Regions from separate parts of the Mus musculus genome. Here regions 1, 2, 3, 5, 6 and 7 are each linked to region 4. A link is a contact called in public HiChIP or PLAC-seq data. All regions are on one chromosome and are shown on one strand. The core of a region is the stretch at or near the end of the contact, and the rest is flanking DNA. Distances in the headings are between cores, read along the strand shown.

Region 1 (3,308 bases), core at 297-2,796, 270 kb before region 4:
TCAATTTCCAGAACCAACATGGCAGTGAAAGAAAATTAAATTCAAGGCCCATGACTCATGCGGCTTGCTAGTTAGGAGGGCTTTTTGGCCCAAGGTCAAAAAACAAAGGCTGTTGCTGTTAAGTCATTCCAGGAACTGGCTAGCCATAAAGATAGGAGAGGCATACAAGGACGCCCGGACTATCTCAGCTGTTACCTCGCTCTGCACGTACAATTTGCTGATGTTTAAACTGTTCAATTTTGTGTAACCGCGCCAATTCTTCCCCTGCCCCCAACTTTTTGTATATAAACCCCTAGCTTCTGAGCCTCGTGGTCGACTCCTCTGTCTCCTGCGTGAGATACGTGTCAGCCCGGAGTTCCGTCATTAAACTACCTCGTGTGTTTGCATCAAGACGGTCTCTTGTGATTCCTTGGAGGTGTGCCATCTCGGGACTTGAGTGGGGGTCTCCCCACTAGGGTCTTTCAGCAACTCATAACCATTTATAACTCCAGTTTCAGGGGATTTGACGCCCTCTTCTGGTTTCCATGGGACTAGGCACACACATTGTGCACAGATATACATGCAAGCAACTCATACACATAAAATAAAAATAAATCTCATCTCAGACCAGTACCCACTGAGACCAGAGGGGATGTTGAATTCCCTGGAACTAAAATTACTGATGGCTGCTGAGAGGCAAATCCAGGTCCTCTGGAGAGTAGTCAATGGCCTTAACTGTAGTCATCTCCCCAGCCCCACATTGCACGTAATCTAAGTCTGGAAAGGCTGAAAGTGTGCAAGCTTCTATTGAACAGGTCTTTTTTTAAATTAAGTCTTTAGTTACGGATGAAAACAGAAGATAAGAACATTGCTCCTGTAATAACTGGAGTCGGTTGGATACAATCCTGCACTGTCACATGTTTTCTGAAGCGAGGTCTGACTGCAGCCGTGAAGGATATGAAGGCATGCACTGGCCAGCAGTGGGAGAGGAAGGGGTGTCCATCATCCAGTCTGAGCCCAGGAAAGAGACTCTTCAAGTCTAGCAGGAGGCCAAGGTGGAGTGGGGGCATTCAGGGAAGTCTGTCAGAATGTAAAGCCTTGGGGTTGAGGAGGGGTTGGGTTCGGGAGTCTCACAGTACACCCTGGGCCCTTAAAAGCTAAGAAAATAAGCAACCCAGGGAGATCTAAGTCTGACATTGCCCCATTGTCCTGCCTGGGGCCAGTGATGGGTGCTACACACAGGAGCCTGCAGAGTTTGCTAGCTCATTAACCTGAGGAGGTGCAGACTGATGGCATCCCTTCTGCAAAGGCAGACAACTGCTTCCCTGTTTGCCTTTCCCTCTGCAAAGAGCCCTCTTCACCTACAAGAAGAACTACAGCCTTCAGAGCTGCAGCCTAGCAGCTGCCACGCATCTGTTTGTGCTGCAGGATAAAGGGAGGGACCTACATCAATCTTTCCATGAATGAGGTGAGGAAGGCCCAGGCCAGAAACAGTAGTGATTTCACTGAGGTCAGACAGCACCTCCTGAGCAGAACAAGGATTCATTTCCTGTTCAGGTTGTTTCCCATTGCATGACTCAGCAAACCCAGACTGTGCTCACATCCTATAGGACCGTGTCACCATGGTTTACTCCCGCGTTTGTCCTGGAAAATCAGTGAGCAACCACAGACCAAGGACAGGGTAAGCTTGCCAATGAGAATATAAAAAATGTTACATGAGGTAATTAAAATCTGCCTTTCCCAGCATCCCCTGCTTCCTGAGGCAATCCCACTCACGGCTGTCAAATACAGCTCTACATCAACAGTTGGAAACTCCTGTTTATTTTGAAGTATTGGCTACATTTTATATGGCAAAGAATTATAACCAAAGTGAAAGAGCCTTTAAAAGGCCAAATCAGCTATTGTACTACAAAGTAGATGTCCTGGCTCTTTCTAACAGCAAACACTTAGAAATAACTGTCAATTTAAAAGGGCTGATGGGTGTGATTTGTCATAGGATTTTACAGCTGAAAAAAAAAAGCAAGCGATATAAGAGCTTCTTTTTTATTTTTAAATTGAAGAATTATTCAGAAAGTTGGTGATCTATAAATAAAGAGTACAGTGAACAAGTGAGTGCTCTCTCCCTCCCACTCCCTCTCCCTCCCCCTCTTCCCTGTTCTCTCTCTACCCTCTCCCTCTCGCACTCCCCATCTCCTTCTTCCTCTCCCTCTCCCTTCCCTCTCCCTCCCCCTCTCCTCCTCTCCCTCCTACCCATGCTGATTCCTAGTCACCAAGTTCACCTTGCCATAGGCAACCAGTGTGACCTAGTTTTCCTGTAACATGTTTAAAGCTGTTTTATGCACACATGAGCCATTCACACACAGTCTCTTCTCACCTAAAAACTAACAGGCCCAGAACTCAGGAGGCAGAGGCAGACAGCTCTCCAGGAGTCAGAAGCCATCCTGGTCTACATAGTAAAGTCTAGGCCAGCCAGGGGTACATGATGAGCCCCTGCTGAGAAAGGATAAAACCATTACTCAGTACCTTACTCTTTCACTGAACATACAGTTGCATTTGCGGAGCATCTCTTATGTGTCAGGAACTGTTGATCATTAAGAATTAGCAGAGAGGGCTGGAGAGATGGCTCAGAGGTTAAGAGCACTGACTTCTCTTCCAGAGGCCTTGAGTTCAATTCCCAGCAACCACATGGTGGCTCAAAAACATCTATAATGAGATTTTGTGCCCTCTTCTAGCCTGCAGTCATATATGCAGGCAGAATGCTGTATATATAATAAATAAATCTTGAAGAAGAAAAAAAATTAGCAGAGAACAAAATAGCTGATTTCCCCTCCCCCCTCCTAGAGTCATACATTCTGTGAAAATAAATTTTAAAAGAAACATATGGGGCTGTGTGGTAAATGCCATGGAGGAAGGCAGCCCAAGAACAGAGGGTAGGGAGTACTTGGCTCTTGCTGTTTATCCAGAGTGATAAGGGAGACTATACTCCAGAGTGTATGCCCCAAATATGAAGGCATGTTCATTTGAAGACAAGGAGTTGCAGACAAAGGAGCACTCTGCCTTCCATCTATTGAGCTAAAAGAAGAACATAGATTCATGGAAACAGATATTCTACTCCTCTCTGCCAGCTGGAGGGAAAGACAACTTTGGTTCCTGCTGGGTCAGAGATGGCACCAGCGGAATCCCCATTGACCAGCTTTGCTAACCAGACTCTGTCTGCTTTTGATTTGCTCTTACAAGTCATTTTCTCCTAGAGGCACAAAATCCTTTCTTTGTCTTGTAACTCATCTAGAGGTGTACTGTTCTTGGGGAAGATGCGTACAAGCCAGAGT
Region 2 (3,449 bases), core at 735-3,234, 340 kb after region 4:
TTACAGTGCTGTGTCCTTGTGAAACAAGATATGAAGCCAGAGAAATCAGCATTTGAATAACTTAAGGACAAACTTCATACAGTACACAAAACAATATGCCTACAAAGAATCTTCTACATGGTGCTGGCTTTGGCTGTATGAAAGTTACATTTTTTTGTTTTGTTTTTCTGAGACAGGGTCTCTCACTGTAGCCCTGCCTGTTTGTGAATTCCATATGTAGACCAGGCTGGCCTGCAATTCACAGAGAGCTCTTCTTGATTCTGCCCCTTTGAGCGTTGGCTCATTAAAGCTACTTTACAAGGGAACGTGGTAAGCAGTGGAGGCTTGACATATGAAAGGCTGTTGGTTAAGTGTAGCCTCAGTTGCAGTGGCAACCCCAGGATTGAAGAGGTCATGAAGAGAAGCTGAGACTTGGCATTGTGGTATAAATAGGCTTGGAGTCCCTGAAGAGAGCTCAATAGAGGCCATTGGTGAAGGTGCAGCTTCAGCTGCAGTGGAGACCCCAGTATATCGGGAATGCCAGGAATATGGACATTTATTGATTAATGATTGATTTGGGAGGACCCAGAATTCTGTGCCAGGTAGCCTTGAGTTTTATCATAAAGCAAACAGAGCAAGCCATGGGAGTATGCTAATTAAGCTGCATTTTTTTTCATGGCTTCTGCTTCAGTTCCTGCTTCAGGTGTCTGCCTTGAGTTCCTGCCTTGTCTTTCCTCCGGTGAGGAATTTTTAGCCCTGGGAGTTACAAGATGAGATAAAACCTGTTCTTGAGTTGGTTTTGGGCACTGTTTATCAATAGTATCCAATAGAAAGGAAACACAAACATTTCTGTGTTTTATTTATTTATGAGGGGTTTCCCCACTTCTTTATTTTAGAGAGTTTTGCTCTATATATCAGGCTTGCCTTGAATTTAGAGATGCACCAGGTGTGCACCACCAAGCTATGCTGAGTCTTTTCTTACTGTTTTTGTTGTCTTTGGTGACACAACTTTTCTTTTCTTTTCTTTTTTCTTTTTTCTTTTATTTATTTATTTTTTTGAGACAGGGTTTCTCTGTGTAGCCCTGGCTGTCCTGGAACTCACTCTGTAGACCAGGCTGGCCTCGAATTCAGACATCCGCCTGCCTCTGCCTCCCAAGTGCTGGGATTAAAGGCATGCGCCATTACGCCCAGCTACAGTTTTTATTTATTATTTTGAGCCTTCTCTTTCCTCTTACAAACACTTATTCTTGGCTGTCTCTCATGGAAGAGGCAGGTGAGTTGGATCTTCTCTGTGGGTGGTACATCTTAAAATCATTATCTGTACTATATAATAGGTGTAAATAAAATGTAAGCAGGCTTTTTTTATTTTTTGGCCAAGGGTTTGACCGTGTAACTTGACTGGCCTAGACTTCAGTTTGTATACCAGGCTGGCCTTAAAATAATCTTTCTTAACACTGATTATGTCCTTTAGACTCCTAATATTTTCATATCTATATATCTCCATCCATCCATCCATCCATCCATCCATCCTTATTCTTTGGCTATGATAGTTTAGCTGTTGGGCAAGGGAGGCTACCTGATCCCTTTCATCGAACCTCTATTCTGTCCTTTACTTAATCCTAAGCTGGGGCTCTTTAGTCCTGAACCTTCCCAGTGGTTTTCTTTGTTGTTGTTTTTTTGTTTGTTTGTTTTTGTGACAGGGTCGTTGGTGGGTCTGAAACCCACAGATGCAGCTGCCTCTGCCTTCCTGGTTCTAGATTTAAAGGCATACACTACCATCCATCGTAATTCCCACTTTCCTTTTATTTTTTATTTTATGTGTGTGGACGCTTTGCCCACATGTATCTCTGCTTCACATGCATGCAGTGCCTGCAGGCGCTACAAGAGGAGAGTGTTGGATCCCTCTGGAACTGGAGTTAGAGATCATTGTGACCCATCATATGGATGGTGGGAACTGAACCCAGGTCCTCTGAAAGAGCAGCTAGTATTTTTAACCACTAAGCTGTTTTTCCAGCCCCAGTTCCCATTTTCTGACAGCTAATTTTAGAAGTAAACTTGTCTTTCCTATTCTAAACCTTAGCCAAGATTTTTTTTTTTTTTTTCGAGACAGGGTTTCTCTGTATAGCCCTGGCTGTCCTGGAACTCACTCTGTAGACCAGGCTGGCCTTGAATTCAGAAATCCACCTGCCTCTGCCTCCCAAGTGCTGGGATTAAAGGCGTGCGCCACCACTGCCCAGCAGCCAAGATCTTTTAAGAACTCAGACTCTAGCTTTACTAAGAAAACTGCCTGAGTAACAACTTCTCACTTTAAAGATAATTTTGCATTAGCATTATAGGAAGAATCTGAGTTGGAGTGGTGGTACATGCCTGTAATCCTTACATTTTAGAATCAAAGGCAAGAGGATCCTGGCCAGCCTCAACTTAAAAGGAAGATCCTATCAATGTAAAAATGGGCAGGAATGTGGCTCAGCAGTTAAGAGGGCTTTCCCAGTATATATGAAATCCTGGATTTGTCCCAAGTATTGGAAAGGAGAAAAAAAGAGGTAGGAGATAAGAGGTAGGCAGGCTGCTCATCAGAAAACACTACGAGTAATTTTTGTTTGTTTTAAGACTGGGGCTTGGTGTCTCACTTTAGTCCTGGCTCAACTGGAATTACTCTAGCCTCAACTCAGAGATCTGCCTGTCTTTTAATGCTAGATTAAAGACATTATATTTGTTTTCCTCATACAGATTGTAATATGGGTTGTGGGTTGGGGTTAGAGAGAAGGTTCTTCTAAAGGACTCATCTGCAGTTCCTAACTTGTCTGGTGGCTCACAACTGCCTGCAGCTGCAGATCCAGCGGATTTGATGCACTCTTGTGGCCTTCACAGAAAGGCACACTTACAAACACACACACACATGGATGTCTGGGTGTTATGACACACACCTTTAATCTTAATATTTTTATGTCAGAGGCAGGTGGATATCTGAGCTTGAGGTTATCCTGGTCTACATAGTGAATTCTAGGTCATCCAGAGCCACATAGTGACACTCTTATCTTGAAAAAAAAATGGTAATATGGTATTTTATAGCTAAAAGAAACTTTTGAAGTAAAAGCCCCTTTGTTTAATCAATGTGACAAATTTTTCTAAAAATGGTATTTAATTAATTAGAATCAGTATTACAGTGGAATAAGGATTTTGGAATTCTGTGTTCGGCTTAACATAAGGTTTTTGTTTTTGTTTTTTAAGATTTATTTATTATATGAGTACACTGTAGCTGTTTTTAGACACACCAGAAGAGGGCGTAAGATCCTATTACAAATGGTTGTTAACCACCATGTGGTTGCTGGGAATTGAACTCAGGACCTCTGGAAGAGCAGTCAGTGCTCTTAACCGCTGAGCCATTTCTCCAGCCCTTATCATAAGGTTTTAATCAAGGCATTAGTCATGATGTAATTATGTGGAGGCCTACAGGGGGGTAGAGGATC
Region 3 (3,005 bases), core at 331-2,830, 390 kb after region 4:
ATATCTTAGAAGTTTGATCTGCATATTCTTCTACATGCATTCAAATCTCTTCAAATATGACTTCTTGTTCCTCTCACGTAGTTTTTAAATAGGACAAATGCATCAGTTTTTGATGATCCTTATATAAGTTTTCTAATTCAGATTTTCCTGTCATGTTATATTTTAACTAAATGTAAATTTAGTTTTATTTATAAATGTAGTTTATTACTTATTTGAGAATTTGGAGTAACTAGAATAATATTTAAGTATGGTAGTAATCATAAATGTTAATTTAAAAAATGATTGTCCAGTTGTGAAATGTGTGCCCATAACCCACATCTATGAATTTTAGACCAGGCCAATCTTGAACTGTCAGAGATCTGCCCGTCTCTGCTCCCCAAGTACTGGGATTAAAGGCATATGCCACCACCTCCTGGCTCTTTAAATTTTCTTAATGTTTTTGTTGTTGTTGTTGATTAGGAAGGTTCTCGTAAACTCAGTGTCTCTGTGTCAGAGTATATACAAATGAGTTTTAGGGTAAGGCACAGATAAAAGGCCATTTATCATGTATTATTCCCTTCAATGCAAATACATTCAGTTTGATTATCTCATAAGTATATGAAGTATATATTTAATAGGTAACAAGTTGTGTGGGGCTGGAGAGATGGCTTAAACACTAAGAGTACTGACTGTTCTTCCAGAGGACCTGAGTTCAATTCTCAGCAACAACCACATGGTGGCTCGCAACCATTTATAATGGAATCAGATGCCCTCTTTTGGTGTGTCTGAATACAGCAAGAGTGTACTCACACAAAATCTTAAAAAAAAAAAAAACAAAAAAACAAATAAAAAAACAGATTGCGTGTATTTAGTTCCCCTAGTTTGGTTGTATGTGTCTATGAATTCAATTTTCAGTATTCATATGTATGTGTATATTGGAAATTCATATATCAAAAATTAGTCATATATGTATATAAAACATTCATGTATATATATTGAAAATTGAAGCACACATCAGGCAGGTACTTTTATTTGAAGTATACATCTGTTCAGGCTTTGCGTGTTAAATTATTCAAATGTTTATAGTTTAGCCAAATCTAATCTGGAAATTCTAATTCTGCGTTCTCTTTAGTAAAATTAGTAGTTTTATATCTAATAAAATAGAATTTGTTAACATTTTTTCCTTAAGATGCCCCAGCTTAAACCTGAAACAATTAGCATGACTGGCTTAAACCTGTTTCAGCATCTTTGTAACTTGGCTCGATTGGCTACCAGTGCCTATGATGGTGGCTCAAACTCTGAGGTAATGCTTAGACTTATTTTTATACTTTAGACTTAACATCAATTTTCTTGTCTTGAAATTATATTACTAAGTTATCTTTCTATAAACTTTGGCATTATTATGAAGTTGAATTTTATTTCAAGTTTTAAAACGTCATATTTTAACTTTGAAAGCAATTTTGGTGTGATTTCCCCCTCCCCCTTTTTATTTTAATTTCCAAAGAGAACTGTGGTTTTGCACAAGAAAGCCTTATATGTGCTGTGCTTTGTTTAGAAGGAGAGATGCCTGTTCTGTTATTCTCCTTGCTGATCTTGGAATTGTGTGACATTATTTACTTAATTTGCATGTGTGTACACTTTTGTTCATGTGGAAGTCAGAGAATGGCTTACAGGAGTCAACCTGCTTTTTCTACCACCTCCTGGGGAGTCTAAATCCATCTACCAGATTTAGCTTCTGGCTCTTTTTTGCACTGAGCCACTTCACTGGCTCTGAAATCCACATGCTATTTGCTATAGCTTCTCTCTATAGCAGTATATACTAATCAGTAATATATGGTGATTTTTTTCTCATATAATCCATATAGATCATTCATTATGACTGAGTGCACACTCCTATAAATTTGTAGTCTCATGTGCTTCTTCTCCATATTGGATGGCTGCAGTGTATTTGATTGTCATTATATTCTTCTAATTATAAACTATTATTCAAAGGTATTTTTTTGTTGCACATTCTTCTTCTTAGTTAATTTATTAGTAACTTTATTTTTATAGTTTTATATCACGAGAAAGTAGTTAATAATTTCTATGGTATAAAGAACAATTTTAGAGCTGGTGATATAGTTGTTAGAATGGTCTCTCAGCAAGCACAAAACCCTTTGTTTCATTACACGAACTACATAAACCAAGCAGGTAAAGTGGTAAACAACTCTAATTTCAGGATTTGGAAGGTGGAACCTGGAGGGTCAGGGATTTTGGTTAATCTTTGGCTACATAGTGAGACAACATGAGATGTTATCTCACAGAGTAATAATTTTGCTTGGATTAATATGTGCTTTCCTATCTTTCTAGTATTGCTTTTGTTTGTATTGTGATGGTGAGGCTTGTTTTGTTAGGATTTTTTCTTAACACCAGTATTAGTGAGTTTAAATTTACTAATTTCAATATATGATAGTTTTCATTGGCCTAATTAATAACTGTGACCTGGTAGATGATCTTCACTCAGGCTATTAGATTATCCATTGGAAGACTATATCTCTGCCCATAGTTTGAGACCTTTCACTTAAATTATTTCTGCGTTAGCCTTTAGCCGAAACATTTCTTTCATTATCTCATAGTTAACATCACTAATTTGAACAATAATTAGTTTATTGTGTCCACTATATTATTTATGACTCTATGAAATTGGTAGCTTTATCAATTTACCTCTGATGAAAATCATTGAAGCATTATGCTAAATTATTATTCTTTTGTGACATGTTTTATATAATTGAAGGTTTTATACTATATAATTTATTAAGCATCATATTCTTTTCCTGCTTTATAAATAAATACAATTGGCTTTAAAAGTTCTTCATTAACTGAGGAAATTTGTAAGCTTTTATTAATTATTATTTCATTAATTCCATATACTATAATTTACCCTCTTAATACTTTATAAAATATTAAATTTAGTGTGCAAACATGAAAATGTTTGGTATTTTAATGATAATCTGTCATCTAACAAAATTTTTAAAACGTTTTATCTT
Region 4 (3,409 bases), core at 835-3,334:
AACTACCCCACCCCCTTTGGTAAGACCATAGATGGTTTAAGGTCGTGTTTTGCCGCGAAAGCAGTTCAGCTTACCTTACAAGAAACAAAAGCAGGTGTTGAATCGTGAAAGCCCCCAGCCAGTTATTTTTAGCATGCCTCTTAATTTTTCTGTCCCCTGATTTCTTCTCTTCTGTGCCTAAGTCTGAATGGGTAACCACTTCAGGGAATGTCAGCAACAGAGGGGCCATGGAGGAAATGTCAACAAAGACAAGAAAGCAAACTATACAGACAGTCCACCCAAGCTGTTCAGCCATGGAACCATAGATAAATCCAACTATTACAGAAAAAAAAAAAAGAATTCCCTGCGACGTCAGTGCATGAGGTTCTGCCCTGGGTGGGCAGTGAATTCAGCTCCCCAGCACGACAGACAGCAGAGATTGGCTTGCACCTCTTTCATCCCTTTCCCCGGGGAGAAGCATGTCTTCCTGCAGGCACAGTGAAGGTCTCTTTCAGATCGCTGTTTTGTCTCCTGCTTTTAAGAGCAGGAGAAGTCAGAGTACTTGCGTTAGTTATTTCTCTGTTGCTGTGATAAAACTCCATGACCATGCCGGGTGGTGGTCTCACCAGCCTTTAGTCCAAACTTTTTGGGAGGCAGAGGCAGGAGGATCACTGGGAGTTTGAGGTCTACAGAGAGTTAGTTTCAGGACAGTCAAAGCTACACAGTGAAACCTTATAACAAAAACAAACAAACAAACAAAAAACACACCACAACCACAAGGAAGGCAATTTATAGAGGGAAGAGTTTTGAGGGGTTTTATGGTTCTAGGACTTCATGATCACTGGGAAGCACAGCAGGGAAGCTTCACAACAGGTAGGCATGGAGAAGGGAGAGCTCACATCTCATATTGTGAAGAGGAAGCAGAGCACAAACTGGCTGGTAGCTTTTGAAACAAACTCAGCCTCCAGTGATATACTTACTCCAGCAAGGCTACACCTCCTAAGCTTCTCCAATCAGAGCTACCCACTGGGGACCAAGTATTTGAATGTCTAAAACTAGGGGAGACATCTCAAATCACCACAGTACCAGTACCTGTTCTCTTCATATAAGTCAGCTGTCTCAACAACCATAGAATATTTGTGTGCTTCGAGGGAGGGGTAAACTGGTCTTTGAAAAAGACGTGTCCCCCAAGGGGAGGCTTGAAAAGTTCATCTTAGTCTTAATAGAGTGAATGAATGTAAATGCTTCTCATAATTACAGGACTAAGTCCATGAAACAATTGTTCGTTAACCTACCGCAGGCATCTGGCACCTTATGGCTCTCAATTATTAACTGTGAACTACCACTGAATGAGTATTACCTATATAAACTCTGGTGGTCAATGATCATGATTATAGAAACCTTGGAAGTTTACCTAAGGACAGAGTCCTGGCTCTGTACTGGCTTCCACTGCCTTACTGGTTGACCTTGGGCTTTAGCTTCATCATCCTTTAAGTCTAGACGATGACACCTATTTCATGGGATTATGAGGATTAGTGTGGGGGTGGGGTGGGGGGGGTAAAGAGTGTAAAGATTTCACACTTTGCTCAGCAGATAACTATTAATCAGTTATTAGAATGTTTATGTTCCCTAAGAGTCAGTGGTTATGTTTATGGAAGAGGTCTTAACTAGAAGGCAGACTGGATTTGATAGGCAGTCACCGCCCCACAACTATTACGATTCTGTGCCGTCTAACTAGTGTATTTAAATCCCTAGGCAGTCAAAATATATACAAAAGGGAGGAAACTATTCATGGCACATCTCTCCTCCAACACCTTTACAAAGTGAATAAACTAGGAATAGAATTTGGAATTTAGACATGGATGTCCGTAAAAGGCCGGTTGCACCACACCCACTCCGGAACAAAGCCAGAGCTGTCACAGCTTCCTCAACAGCACTAGCAGAAGCTAAAGGCTCGGGTCCATCTAGAACGGCCACAGCCACGCCTATAAAACCTCCCGCTCCATCTCAGGCACAGGGAGGGGTGGACAGTCCGTAGCCACATCTCCGCGCGCAAGCTGCGCAGCCGGCGTGCGGCAGACAGCCCCTGACGTCACACCCGCGCCGGCTCTCCAGCAGGCCCCTTGCTCGGCTTCCGCCTTCTCTCCCGGCGTCGCTTTCTGGAAGGTTCGTGGAGGAGGCGGTCAGGGAGACCGTTACTCCACAGCAAGCCGGAATCCGTGTCCATCCGTCCTCCTGAACCCGCGCAGACGCCACCAAGGTCGCCATGCCGGAGAACGTAGCTTCCCGAAGCGGGGCGCCCACCGCCGGGCCCGGCAGCCGCGGGAAAAGCGCCTACCAGGACCGCGACAAGCCAGCCCAGATCCGCTTCAGCAATATTTCCGCGGCCAAAGGTATCACCCGGTCGCCGGCCCGCCTCCGGCGGAACGGCCCAGCCTCGCTGTGACCTTGGCCCTGGGTGGGTTGTGTTCCTTCAAGGTGGTCTCGTTTGCAGCTTTCTGCTAAGCACTCGGAGCGTGGAGGCCTCGGACACGCCCCATTGTGGGACGCCGAGCTCCTTAGTTCGTCTCCTGCAGGCATGGGCGGTGTTGGTCACATTGGCGCAGACAGCCGTTTAAAATACTGAAAGCAATGATCCTTGAGATCTGACTCTTAAGAACTAAAGCTTGGCTGTTTATCAAACCTAGTGGTAGACGACACAGTATTTTGAGCTTTCAAATAAAATTCATTTTACTTTTTCAACATTTTCAAAAAAAGTTCATTTAACTTATGAACGTTCTTTGGCTCCGTAGTACTAATCGGATAGTCACTATAAATTCCCTTAAACTGGCAGGTGGGCGACATAGGGTTGTAAAAGCACGTGGTGAAAACCAGACAGGCCGAGTTTTATTCTCAGTATGTGCTATTTGACGCGTCTGACGTCTAAAGCAACAAAGCCTTAAGAGATACTGCCAGGGTTTATTTGGGTTGGAGACAAAGATGCATGATTTGGGAAGTGGACGGGGTGTTGTTTTATCTTCTGAAGGTCCTAGGATCCAAGAAACTCTTGACTTCGCAGTGCAGCTGTAAGTTGGGTGAGGTGACAGTTGATTTGCAGGGTTGCTGGGAGGATTAAATGTGAAAGTGTATGAAGTAAACCTGACAAGTACTGCAGTCACCAGTCCAGGTGACTGGAATGTGTTGGTGCTGTGAGGTGTGTGCGCAGGATGGGCCTTAAGGAGTTGGAGACGCCAAGCTGACCAGGTGCTCCATGTGAGAGTCTTTTGGAAGTTTGGAGTGAATACCTGACACCTGGAAGTTTATTGAGTTCATTAATTACGTTTGTGGTAGTGGAGTCATTGGGATGTTGAAAGATGAATTCTAGAGTCAGATGAGTGACCAAGAGAGTGTACACTCTATTAAGAAATGAGTTTACTTCAGGCAACCATCT
Region 5 (3,157 bases), core at 357-2,856, 320 kb before region 4:
AATTACTTTCATTGTTTTACAGCTTAGTTGAATTTTAATCTTGTTGAAATTTGTCCTTAAACATACTTTACAGTGAGTGGAAGGGTGCCAGGAGCATCATTCATTATAGCTACTCATGTTGCTATAGTGGCTGGAATGACATTTACCAACTACAAATATAACTTATGAAAGTTATAATAAATAAAGTAAACTTTTGCTTATTGCTTGATTTTTTTTAATTAAAAGACTTCTTGTGTCTGAGTACATGCGTGTATTGAGCACACGAATATACATGACGTGGGGGTGAGGTTCACATGGGGAGGCCAGAGGACGACTCTAGGTGGGTTCTTTCCTTCCACCTTTGTGTGGTTCTGTGCATCAGTCAGCAAGCACCTTTACCAGCTGAGCATCTTGCTGGAGCATATTGCTTGATTTTTTACCTGTGGCTGTGGCAAAGCATTTCAAGGTACATATTAGTGAAATTGATGGCTGCTCCTCTGATCCTCTTAAGAATTATGATGTACAACCCTCAAGATGACTCAGCAGGAGGAGGTGCATGCCTCTAAGCCTGGTGCCCTGACTCCATCCCTGGGACCCACGTGATGGAATGGAGAACCAGCTTCCTCGACTTTCCTTTGACCTCTACTCCAGTGAGCATGCACACACATCAAACAAATAGATAGATAAGCAAGTATGTGTAAATGTTTTAAAGGAATAAAGACTCAGGGACTGTGAAATGCTCAGCAGATAAAGGCACTTGTCCCCAAGCCTACATTTGATCCCCCAGACCCACATGGTAAAAGGAAGAACCAACTCCCACAAGTTGTACTCTGGCCTTCACAAGCCATCATATCATGCACAACTCTCACATACAAAATAATCAAGTACATGCAATGAAATTAAAAATAATAATTATGATCTAGAGCATGTGCTCTCTGGAGTGAGGATACTTGAGTGTATACATTTTTCAAATGTTAATAAAGGATCCAGGATGGAACCTTTGGCACTTATAAGACTGTATGGCCCAGCTAAGCACTTCCAGGGATTTGATTTAGAAATTCAGTAAGTTACACGAATGACTGTTGAGTTGGTAGTTGTGTTAGGAATTTAAAACAAAAGCCTTTCTCTTGAGGAATCGGCTGATCTGAAGTGCTATGCTGGTGTTGGGGGCATAATTCAGCACCTTATAAAGAAATGAAGCTTTAATTCAGCAAGCAAAGAATCTTAATAGAACATTACGCAGTCATCTAATTGAGAGGCACACTAAACACAGCTGGGTAAGGGTTAAACTCTTTGTATGTGGACTGTCGGGGATTAACAAGAGTTAGGCTATGTGTGATCTGATTTTACTAGAGACAAATAATTGAGGTGAAAGAGGAGATACGGGAGGTGGGCTTGTCTACACAGTCATGGGATGTATTACCCAGAAGCAGATGTACACACACCTACACTGGCTTTTTCATAAATGTGTGTTCATATTTATTATGGCCAACAACATGAAAAAAATTAGCACCTCCTGATTTATATGTGAAAACAATATTAAAGGCCCAGCCACATGATAACTGTGTCAGAGCCTTAAGTGCCATGTTGAGTCATATACTAAAACCAAATATTGAGTCATGTGTGGTCACAAGACATCTTGAACAAATAAGCAACTCTAATGCCACAGTCCTGAGGCAAGAACCAGGTGTCAGGTACAGTTTCATATCAGAAATCCCCAAGTACCAGAGGCTTGGAATGAAACGAGAGGATTTCACGAGACAGCTACAATTTCTAGAGACAAAATCAAAAGACAAATCTGGAAGGCAGTGTTCACATTGACAAGCTTTTCTCCCGAGGAGCAGGCCGAGCTGAGGTAATATGCTGATGTTGATTTTGTTGATCATACCATGTATGAGTGGCTAATATGCCATGGGTAAAATCAAAGGTTTAATTTGAAAGGGATATTCATGTTGTAAGTAATTTTTGAAGATTAATACAGTAAGGCTTTATATAATAAAGTTTACTGTACTTGTTTATTTACATAGGGTCATGCACTTAATGCATGTTAATATGTGCATATGTTCAATGTACAATGTAATGTAAATATTACATAATTGGGATCAAGCACACAAAGTACAACATATGTATGTTAATACAGTTTAGGAAATACTTTTTTAGATACTGACATTGCACTTGAGAAATAAAAACCAGGGGCTCGAGAAGGCTCATCAGAGCACTGGCTGCTCTAACAGACAATCTGGGTTCAATTCCCAGCATCCACACAGCATCTCACAGTTGTCTCTAACTCCAGTTCTAGGGGACCTGACACCCCTTTCCTGGCCTTTGCAGGCACTACACATACAGCACACGGTGTACAGACATACATGTAGACAAAACATGCACACACATAAGATAAAAATTAAACAAAAATATTTTTAAAATATAAATGTAAAAGATGTTTTCTGTTTGTTTTGGTTTTTTTTTTTTTTTGTTTTCTTTTGGTTTTTCGAGACAGGGTTTCTCTGTATAGCCCTGGCTGTCCTGGAACTCACTCTGTAGACCAGGCTGGCCTCGAACTCAGAAATCCACCTGCCTCTGCCTCCCAAGTGCTGGGACTAAAGGCATGTGCCACTATGCCCGGCAAATATTTTTTTTTAAAAAAGAAATAAATATGGATCTCAAGAACAGAAATCAGGAACTGGTTTAAACTAGAATATCAGCTTGGGTTCTGATGGCAGGATTGATGCTTCTCCTGTTTGTCCCAGCAAGACTGAGTCTCCGTTTTTTGGCTTACAAGACCCATGTGTTTGCTGTGCTATGAGGGATCATCAATTAGGTATTTTAGAGAATTTAGAAGAAGAATTAGGATGGAAACAGGGGGAAGCAGAAGGCTGAGGCAATGTGTCCACTGGCGATGAAGGTCAGTTTGATGACTGGCCTCTATCCATGTCAGGGTGGCGATCACCTGCTAGGCATCAGGCCAGGCATTGGCTGAGCAGTCAGAATATCAGAAGTGTCTGGAAACACGAGGTAGGTGAGATGGTAAGATGGTAGGATATTAATAGGAAATATAAGGGCAAAAATGCTTAGGCAATGATGACATAGCCTACCGTGGGGTAGCATGTGAAGGGGATTTCTCAAGACCGCCTGGCTCTCCTGGGTGCAGGAAAGAATACTAGTAGAGAAAGAATGAGGA
Region 6 (3,133 bases), core at 159-2,658, 410 kb after region 4:
CCTGGTTTCCCCTCTGAAAAACACCCTCCCCATAGCTGTTCCTTATTTAGATTTTTGACACTGGGTCTCATATGAACCAGGCTGCTCTCAAATTCAGTATGTAGCTGAGGCTTACCTTGATTGAACTCTTTATCCTTCTGCATAGTCTTCTCTCCCCACACCCCACCTTCTTGACACACACCTCTAGACAGAATATTACTCGAAGACCCAACTTGCCCTTAAACTAAAACTCCTCCTCTTCAGCTCCCTGGATGCTGGGAATATATAGGCATACACCACAGCTTACAAAGCTTTGCCATATCTTTTATATATTGAATTTATGTAAGTATAGATGATCGTGTGCTTGTAGATCCTAGACCCAAAATACCACATATACAGAAGGACCACTTTATATTAGCTTAGTAAAATGATTGTCATTAGATCATTGTTGTTACTTACAGAATATTTCTTTGGTATTCAGCGCATTTCATTAACACTGGGAATTACAGTTATAGTAGTAGCAGTATAATAATAAATTCATTTATACTCTATGGAAAATACCAGGGTGTTAGGTTTTATCTTTTTTCCCCTTCTGCCATGCTGCCTTACTTGGGCAATGGATGAAAACTTGCTTTTTAAATGTGTTTTTGAAAGCATCCTTTTTCTAGTCTTTGTTTTATTTGCTCACCTTTTTCAACTTAAGTTTTATCAAATGATAACGGCAAAATTCAGGTTCATTAAAAATTGTGCTTTCCTTTAATCTCTTCACAAATAGGTCAGAATTTAACTTAGTGAGTTTTTGTTGTACATAGAATGATAATCTGCGAAGAAATAAGAAAGAGACGTGGAAATTATGAAACACGGATAAACTTCTATTTCAAAAGTTGCTTGGGAACAATGATCAGCTAATATAAAAAATGCCGAGGCGCTGGAATGATTGCAGAGCAGTTAAGAGCGCAGGCTGCTCTTACTGAGGTCCTGAGTTTGAACTCCCAGCACCGACATGGTGGCTCAGGACAATCTATAAAGGGATCTGATGCCCTCCTCTGGCCTGCAGGTGTACATGCAGCAGAGCTTTCATACATAAAAAACAAACAAAAAAAGAGAATGTTAATGAGAAGTTGAAAAATGCTACTTCCACCTAATCATTTTCTTGGATACATTTATCCTAAGAAACATAGTATTAAATTTTCAGACATTTTTAAAAGTAAGGGTAGGAAATTTTCGCAAAACAGTTTTTAAAATTGAAGTTAAATTTTTTATTTCTTCTGATCTATTGATAAAATAGTGTTCTTATTTTATGTAGAGTTTAAAATGTGAAGAACTTCATCTTCATGCAGAAAATCTTTCAAGGCGTGTCTGGGAGTTGCTGATGCTTCTTCCGACTTGTCCCAACATGCTGACGGCATTCCAGAATGTCTCAGACGAGCAGGTGAGCCCACCCGCAGGCTTTGTACTCTCCCAGCAGTGTTTGTGTACAGAGATAGATGGAGGCTAGAGGTCCTCTTTGGATACCACCACCACCACCATCATCATCCCTGCTACACACACACACACACACACACACACACACACACCTCTGCCCTCTCAATGGCAGTAATACAGACATGTGACAGCTATGCTCAACTTTTTCAAAGGGTACTTGGGATCCAACTTTATGTTTCTGAGGTAAATATGTTACTGATTGAGCTATCTCAGTAATCTCCTTTTGCTAATTTAATAGGAAAAAAGTGTCAATTTAAATATCATTTTTTTAAAAGTTATGTAACATAAGTAAAATGCAAGTGATCTTTTGTTAAATTGTCTTTAGAAAAATAGGAATTTGCCTTTTAAAAAAAGATTTTGTGTATTACATGTATGAGTGATTTGTTTGTATATATCTGTGCACCGTGTGCATGCCTGGCACTGCAGAAACCAGAAGAAGGTGTTGGTTCCCCTGGAACTAGAGTTGTGGATGACTGAACTGCCATTGGGTGCTAGGAATTGAATCTGAGTCCTCTTCAAGAGCAATAAGTACTTTTAATTACTGAGCCATCTCTCCAGCCCCAGAGTAGTGCTTTTATTGATAAGGTTTTTAAAAACTTGTATGTTTTGAATATTTCTTTTTGACAGCAAAACTAGGAAAATTGAGATAAATATAATGTGATGATGAAGTAACAGCCATCAGACCTTGTTTTAGGTTGTTATACAGATCCAATGACAGAATTGTAAAAACAAGGCAACAGAATTTAATACATAGTTAATGTTTCTTCTATAATATCAGATTACGTATAGAAAGTGTTGGATATCATTGTAAATGCCTTTACAGTGAAAGATTACATTACAAAGAGATTTATGCTATTTTCTTTCAATGCTAAGTTCTTGAGAGTACATGTATGTACGTGAGTGAGGTCCCTATGGAGGCAGAAGAGGGTGTTGCATCCCCAGGAGTGGTAGTTACAAGTAGTTTTTAGCCACTCTACATTGATGCTGGGAACCATAACACGAGCCATATATATTCTTAACCTCTTAGTCATCTTTCCATCCCCTCTTTGAGGTAGGAAACATTAGCTACCCTCCTTTGGAGGCAGGGACTGACTATGTAGCCCTGGTTGGCATGGAAATCATCATATATCCTAGGTTGTCCTTGAACTAAAAAAAGATCTGCCTTCCTTTGCCAAGCCCTGAGATAAAAGGTGTGTGCCTCCACACCTAGCCCAAGAATGCTTTTTTTTTTTTTTTTAAGATTTATTTATTTATTTATTACATGTAAGTACACTGTAGCTGTCTTCAGACACACTAAGAGAGGGCGTCACAACTCATTACAGGTGGTTGCTGGGATTTGAACTCAGGACCTTTTGGAAGAGCAGTCAGTGCTCTTAACCACTGAGCTATCTCTCCAGACCTCCCCAAGAATGCTTTTAAAAGCTACATAACAAGGGGTTTCTTCAAGGAAGATCTATTGCAAGACTCATGTGTAATGAATAAAAAAAAAAACAAATGGCGTATTGTTACATACCACTCACTATCTGATTTGCCACACCATCATATGAGTTCAGAAGTCTGACTTCTTAAATTACTTGACTTGAAAAAGGATTGGCTCTAGAATGTGGTTTGTGATCACTTTAGTAATAACATTTCAAAGCTACATATTATGCCAACATTAGTTCATACA
Region 7 (3,269 bases), core at 168-2,667, 300 kb before region 4:
TGGTCTCTCCCTGCCTTTCTGGTACATGTTATAATTTTAGAGAAAAGACTAAATAAAATCTATAAATGTACTAATGCTAAGTTAGCTGTGAGCTTTGCCTAGGAATTGTGTGGAATCCCCTCATGTGAGGCAAGTCTTTCCCCTGCCTGACCCAAGAGCTGTAACTCTTTTACTAGTGTAGAGAAATTTTAATTCTTTGTGGTCAACTGGTTTAATAGTTTGAAAGTAGAAGGAAGGGTCACAAACATCTCTTTTTAGAATCCAGTTTCTATGGCCAGGTGTCAACACAGGGTGACAGTGACAGTTCCTCCATCTTCAAAGTTGTCAACATATCATTTTCCGATCTGTCTCTGGCCTGTTTCCATCATCTGAATCTGACCCAACCCCAACCCTACAGCGTGCCCACCCCCTTCTGCTCATGCGTGAGCCTGCTTTCCTCTCCTAAGAACCTTTTTGTTGACACTGAGTTTGCTCATGTAATCCAGTATAATCTTCTCACATCTCAAAATCCATAACTAATCACATCTGCAAAAGCCTCCTTTGCGTGTAACATGACATATTCACAGATCTGGGAGATTAGCATCATGGACATCTCCAAGGTATTTTTCTGCCTGCTATTTCAGATGCTGAAATAGTTACCAAGCCCTAGTGTGGTGACTTTTGTTGTGTAGCTCAGAAAAAAAGCCCTTGTGCTGCTTAGCTCTGAATCGGGTCTCTGCCCTGGGGAGATGACCCGATAAGGCCAGCCAAAGGGTAAATACTAGGGTGGCAATATCATAGCTGGAAACTCCCATCTGAAGCACAGCTTTGGAACCATGAAAGAAAATGACTGTAAACACCACAGCTGAGCCACAGAACTTTCTCAGAGGAGCTACACTTGGTTATAAATATAACACTAACCCAACACTCTCCTGGGTAAAGCCCCTTCATGATTCCCCCATGCTTTAGAAAAGGGAAAAAAGAAAGTCTCAGAAGAGGGTTTTTCAACCTCAACTCTGACAATGCTCTGAGCCAGGTCGTCCTTTGTGGTCAAGGGCTTTCCTGTGCATTGCTGAGACTTTATTTCCTTAGAGTGACTCACCCAGACCCCACACAGCCTTATGACACTCTGCTGGATGTCCCTAGAGGGCAGAATTGTACTCAACTGAGATGCCCTGTTCTGGAAGAGCCTCCAGGATCTGAGTCTGGCAACTGTCCAATTCTGTGCTTTCTTCTCCAGCTACCTTAGGGATGAAAGGTAAGGACTGTCTCAGCAGAGCTCACTGTCCCTCCACTTATCTACCTCTTGTCACCTAGAATTGGTTTCCTTGTGTCTGAGTCAAATGTTTCCCACTTGCCTCTGACCCCCACACACCACCCCTGCTCTGCCTATGCTGTGGCAGCCTGATCCTCTGTATATCCCTCTTCATAACTGCCTAACCACAGACTCACTTCTTAGGAACTGTGCCCCTAGCACTGCATGATGGGTACACGTTGTTGCCCAATCTACTGCTGCACCACATCAGACAACCAAGACAGGAATCAAAGTGTGAAGAATGGCGGGTGAATCAGCCCCTAAGGAAAGAAATGAATTTTGCTAGTGATGGCTGGCCCTACTACAGTTAGTAGGTAACTTGAGTATGATTTGGGAAAGTCTTCTGAAGACAGTGAGCCCAGGGTTCCTACACATCAGGACTCCTTTCCACCAGGACTTCTGTCCAATTACGGCCTCCCTGTGGGAAAGTCAGCACCATGAACTTGGTACCTAGCAATGGTCCACTGAGAGAGGATGTCAGCTCAGTTGTAGCTCTCCCAAATCAGAGACATCAAGATCCTAGGATGTTCCTTCTGTGTTGCCTACCCAACCTGGGTCAGGGATACACAACAGCACAAAGACCTCATGCCACAGAAACTAAGCAAAGCTCATTGGATGACCCCAGTTTAAAAGAAAGAAACCTCAGACTCTAAAATGGAACCTTCTGGACAAGACTAAAATTACAAGGGCCTGTCTCCGAGGGCACTGCCAGAGTTTCCCAGGACATGAGGTTAGTTCTCCTGCTTCCCCATGTGGGGGCGCAGCAGGCTTCACCCCATTCCTCACAGGTTCCCAAATATAAGCACCTGCATCCCACAAGACATCAGTATCTGAGTTAAGTGTCCTAACTTTGGTCAAGATATTGACAAATATATAATTGTTGCATTATTATTCATTTAATATTCCTTTAGATATGTATATATGTGTATATATTTTACCTATATATGTGTATATATATCCTTAGATATGTATATATGTATTATAGCAATTCTGATTATATAACTAACATGTTCATTGTAAAAAATAAAGATGTTAAGCAACTCAAAAAATAAATTTTAAAAGCACCTTTTCTACATCTCTTTAACCAAATAGACACACAATGTGACTTTTACATACCAAGCAAATGAATTAAAAAAAAAAAAAAAACAGATTGTATCTGCATGGTTTGGTCAGTTTCAAGAATTGCATGGCTAAACTTTTCTGTATCATCCAATTCTGTGTCTTTGGAAGACTTAAAGCTTCTAGACATCTCTGAGGACCTCTCACATTCTGTGAAGAAGGCAGGAAAGGGAGGCCACAAGTGCCAGGCCAGAGGGCTCCACTCATGACAGCACGGTGTTCCAGCCTTCTGCTCAGCACGGGATCCTTCTAGTCCTGGGAAGACTCTACTGGCACGGCAGGCTAGGGCACAAGGTTCCCGTCTCCCAGAGGCATCTCTCTGGCCTCCTGAGATGAATGTACTCTGTTATGTAGAGTCAGAGCTGAAAAGGTGGGTCCAGTATCCTCCTCTTCTACAAAGACTGTGTCAGAAACCACATTCCTGGGCAAAAGACCAAAAGTTGCATGTCTGTTGGGGGTTATCTGGGGCAAAAATAACCTTCCCACTATGGACAGGGCTCACAGAGAGAAGCACTGCAGAAGTGGGGGGTGGGGCGGGGGAATAGAGTTTAAATTTAGGAAGGTTCCTGAAGGTTCCATGCTCAGTCGGCCATGACCTTGCACCCCTGCTGGAGAGCTGGTGTTTGCTTGCCTCACCCTTATGCAGCCTTGTAGCATATCATAACGCAAAACCACGTTCAGTCCAACTTCAAAGTTCCCAGCCACAGTCTATCACAGCATCAGCACTGTTAAATCCAAAGTTCAGCAAAGTCTCTCCTGAGACTCAGGCAGTCTCTTCACTGTAATTCCCCCTTTTAAAAAAATACCACATACTTTAAACAAACAATATCACAGGATATGCATCATGGTTCCAAAA

Evidence for each region. HiChIP or PLAC-seq counts read pairs in DNA pulled down with a chosen protein or histone mark.
Region 1: an HNF4G HiChIP or PLAC-seq map of pancreatic cancer cells shows a contact between it and region 4. The contact joins the enhancer-like site here to the promoter of Cct4 in region 4. A contact is called at or near these places in 2 of 39 promoter capture datasets (the SN4741 cell line and pre-B cells), 1 of 15 datasets of contacts at CTCF or cohesin (the NIH/3T3 cell line), 11 of 115 datasets of contacts at active chromatin or transcription factors (the NIH/3T3 cell line, the SCID.adh cell line, acute myeloid leukemia and 6 more) and 1 of 9 other capture datasets (liver).
Region 2: an H3K4me3 HiChIP or PLAC-seq map of bone marrow-derived macrophages shows a contact between it and region 4, with 4 times the contacts expected there. The contact joins the enhancer-like site here to the promoter of Cct4 in region 4. A contact is called at or near these places in 15 of 39 promoter capture datasets (the C10 cell line, the HPC-7 cell line, cranial neural crest and 11 more), 1 of 484 Hi-C or Micro-C datasets (bone marrow-derived macrophages), 27 of 115 datasets of contacts at active chromatin or transcription factors (the 230-238 cell line, the SCID.adh cell line, bone marrow-derived macrophages and 17 more) and 4 of 9 other capture datasets (adipose tissue, liver, macrophages and 1 more).
Region 3: a contact with region 4 is called in an H3K4me3 HiChIP or PLAC-seq map of embryonic stem cells, with 19 read pairs. The contact joins the enhancer-like site here to the promoter of Cct4 in region 4. A contact is called at or near these places in 13 of 39 promoter capture datasets (the C10 cell line, the HPC-7 cell line, HPC-7-derived erythroid cells and 9 more), 1 of 15 datasets of contacts at CTCF or cohesin (the NIH/3T3 cell line), 9 of 484 Hi-C or Micro-C datasets (CD4 T cells, CD8 T cells, LSK cells and 6 more), 30 of 115 datasets of contacts at active chromatin or transcription factors (the 230-238 cell line, the SCID.adh cell line, T-cell acute lymphoblastic leukemia and 19 more) and 5 of 9 other capture datasets (adipose tissue, embryonic stem cells, liver and 2 more).
Region 5: an H3K4me3 HiChIP or PLAC-seq map of bone marrow-derived macrophages shows a contact between it and region 4, with 6 times the contacts expected there. The contact joins the enhancer-like site here to the promoter of Cct4 in region 4. A contact is called at or near these places in 7 of 39 promoter capture datasets (the C10 cell line, cranial neural crest, liver and 4 more), 1 of 15 datasets of contacts at CTCF or cohesin (the NIH/3T3 cell line), 2 of 484 Hi-C or Micro-C datasets (B cells and bone marrow-derived macrophages), 21 of 115 datasets of contacts at active chromatin or transcription factors (the 230-238 cell line, DN3 thymocytes, the SCID.adh cell line and 15 more) and 1 of 9 other capture datasets (adipose tissue).
Region 6: a contact with region 4 is called in an H3K27ac HiChIP or PLAC-seq map of embryonic stem cells, with 9 times the contacts expected there. The contact joins the enhancer-like site here to the promoter of Cct4 in region 4. A contact is called at or near these places in 21 of 39 promoter capture datasets (the 3T3-L1 cell line, 3T3-L1-derived adipocytes, the C10 cell line and 14 more), 1 of 15 datasets of contacts at CTCF or cohesin (the NIH/3T3 cell line), 13 of 484 Hi-C or Micro-C datasets (the AML12 cell line, CD8 T cells, the G1E-ER4 cell line and 9 more), 39 of 115 datasets of contacts at active chromatin or transcription factors (the 230-238 cell line, the NIH/3T3 cell line, the SCID.adh cell line and 22 more) and 5 of 9 other capture datasets (adipose tissue, embryonic stem cells, liver and 2 more).
Region 7: a contact with region 4 is called in an H3K4me3 HiChIP or PLAC-seq map of the SCID.adh cell line, with 19 read pairs. The contact joins the enhancer-like site here to the promoter of Cct4 in region 4. A contact is called at or near these places in 3 of 39 promoter capture datasets (the C10 cell line, neural stem cells and pre-B cells), 1 of 15 datasets of contacts at CTCF or cohesin (the NIH/3T3 cell line), 1 of 484 Hi-C or Micro-C datasets (B cells), 17 of 115 datasets of contacts at active chromatin or transcription factors (the 230-238 cell line, CD8 T cells, the SCID.adh cell line and 11 more) and 2 of 9 other capture datasets (adipose tissue and liver).

The regions. Positions count from the first base shown.
Region 1 is chr11:22,718,160-22,721,467 of GRCm38.p6, forward strand. No RefSeq gene overlaps it. Among named protein-coding and RNA genes, the nearest start is that of Gm40816, 66 kb to the left of the region's middle. Within about 2 kb of position 1,547, at least 81 of the 459 cell types and tissues checked have an H3K27ac peak or open chromatin away from gene starts, as enhancers often do. A contact at or near this core is called in the NIH/3T3 cell line, the SCID.adh cell line and pancreatic cancer cells, where this site is marked.
Region 2 is chr11:23,328,932-23,332,380 of GRCm38.p6, forward strand. All of the region lies in intron 2 of Usp34 (ubiquitin specific peptidase 34), which reads left to right. Among named protein-coding and RNA genes, the nearest start is that of Usp34, 24 kb to the left of the region's middle. Within about 2 kb of position 1,985, at least 3 of the 459 cell types and tissues checked have an H3K27ac peak or open chromatin away from gene starts, as enhancers often do. A contact at or near this core is called in bone marrow-derived macrophages, where this site is marked.
Region 3 is chr11:23,381,386-23,384,390 of GRCm38.p6, forward strand. It overlaps Usp34 (ubiquitin specific peptidase 34), which reads left to right. Exons shown (of 80, transcript NM_001190401.2): 23 at 1,169-1,282. Among named protein-coding and RNA genes, the nearest start is that of Usp34, 76 kb to the left of the region's middle. Within about 2 kb of position 1,581, at least 1 of the 459 cell types and tissues checked has an H3K27ac peak or open chromatin away from gene starts, as enhancers often do. A contact at or near this core is called in embryonic stem cells, where this site is marked.
Region 4 is chr11:22,988,509-22,991,917 of GRCm38.p6, forward strand. It overlaps Cct4 (chaperonin containing Tcp1, subunit 4 (delta)), which reads left to right and starts at 2,085. Exons shown (of 14, transcript NM_009837.1): 1 at 2,085-2,372. The coding sequence starts at 2,246.
Region 5 is chr11:22,667,840-22,670,996 of GRCm38.p6, forward strand. No RefSeq gene overlaps it. Among named protein-coding and RNA genes, the nearest start is that of Gm40816, 15 kb to the left of the region's middle. Within about 2 kb of position 1,607, at least 32 of the 459 cell types and tissues checked have an H3K27ac peak or open chromatin away from gene starts, as enhancers often do. A contact at or near this core is called in bone marrow-derived macrophages and pancreatic cancer cells, where this site is marked.
Region 6 is chr11:23,400,168-23,403,300 of GRCm38.p6, forward strand. Usp34 (ubiquitin specific peptidase 34) reads left to right here. Exons shown (of 80, transcript NM_001190401.2): 30 at 1,286-1,411. Among named protein-coding and RNA genes, the nearest start is that of Gm22753, 78 kb to the right of the region's middle. Within about 2 kb of position 1,409, at least 7 of the 459 cell types and tissues checked have an H3K27ac peak or open chromatin away from gene starts, as enhancers often do. A contact at or near this core is called in embryonic stem cells, where this site is marked.
Region 7 is chr11:22,692,139-22,695,407 of GRCm38.p6, forward strand. No RefSeq gene overlaps it. Among named protein-coding and RNA genes, the nearest start is that of Gm40816, 40 kb to the left of the region's middle. Within about 2 kb of position 1,418, at least 112 of the 459 cell types and tissues checked have an H3K27ac peak or open chromatin away from gene starts, as enhancers often do. A contact at or near this core is called in the 230-238 cell line, B cells, CD8 T cells and 8 more, where this site is marked.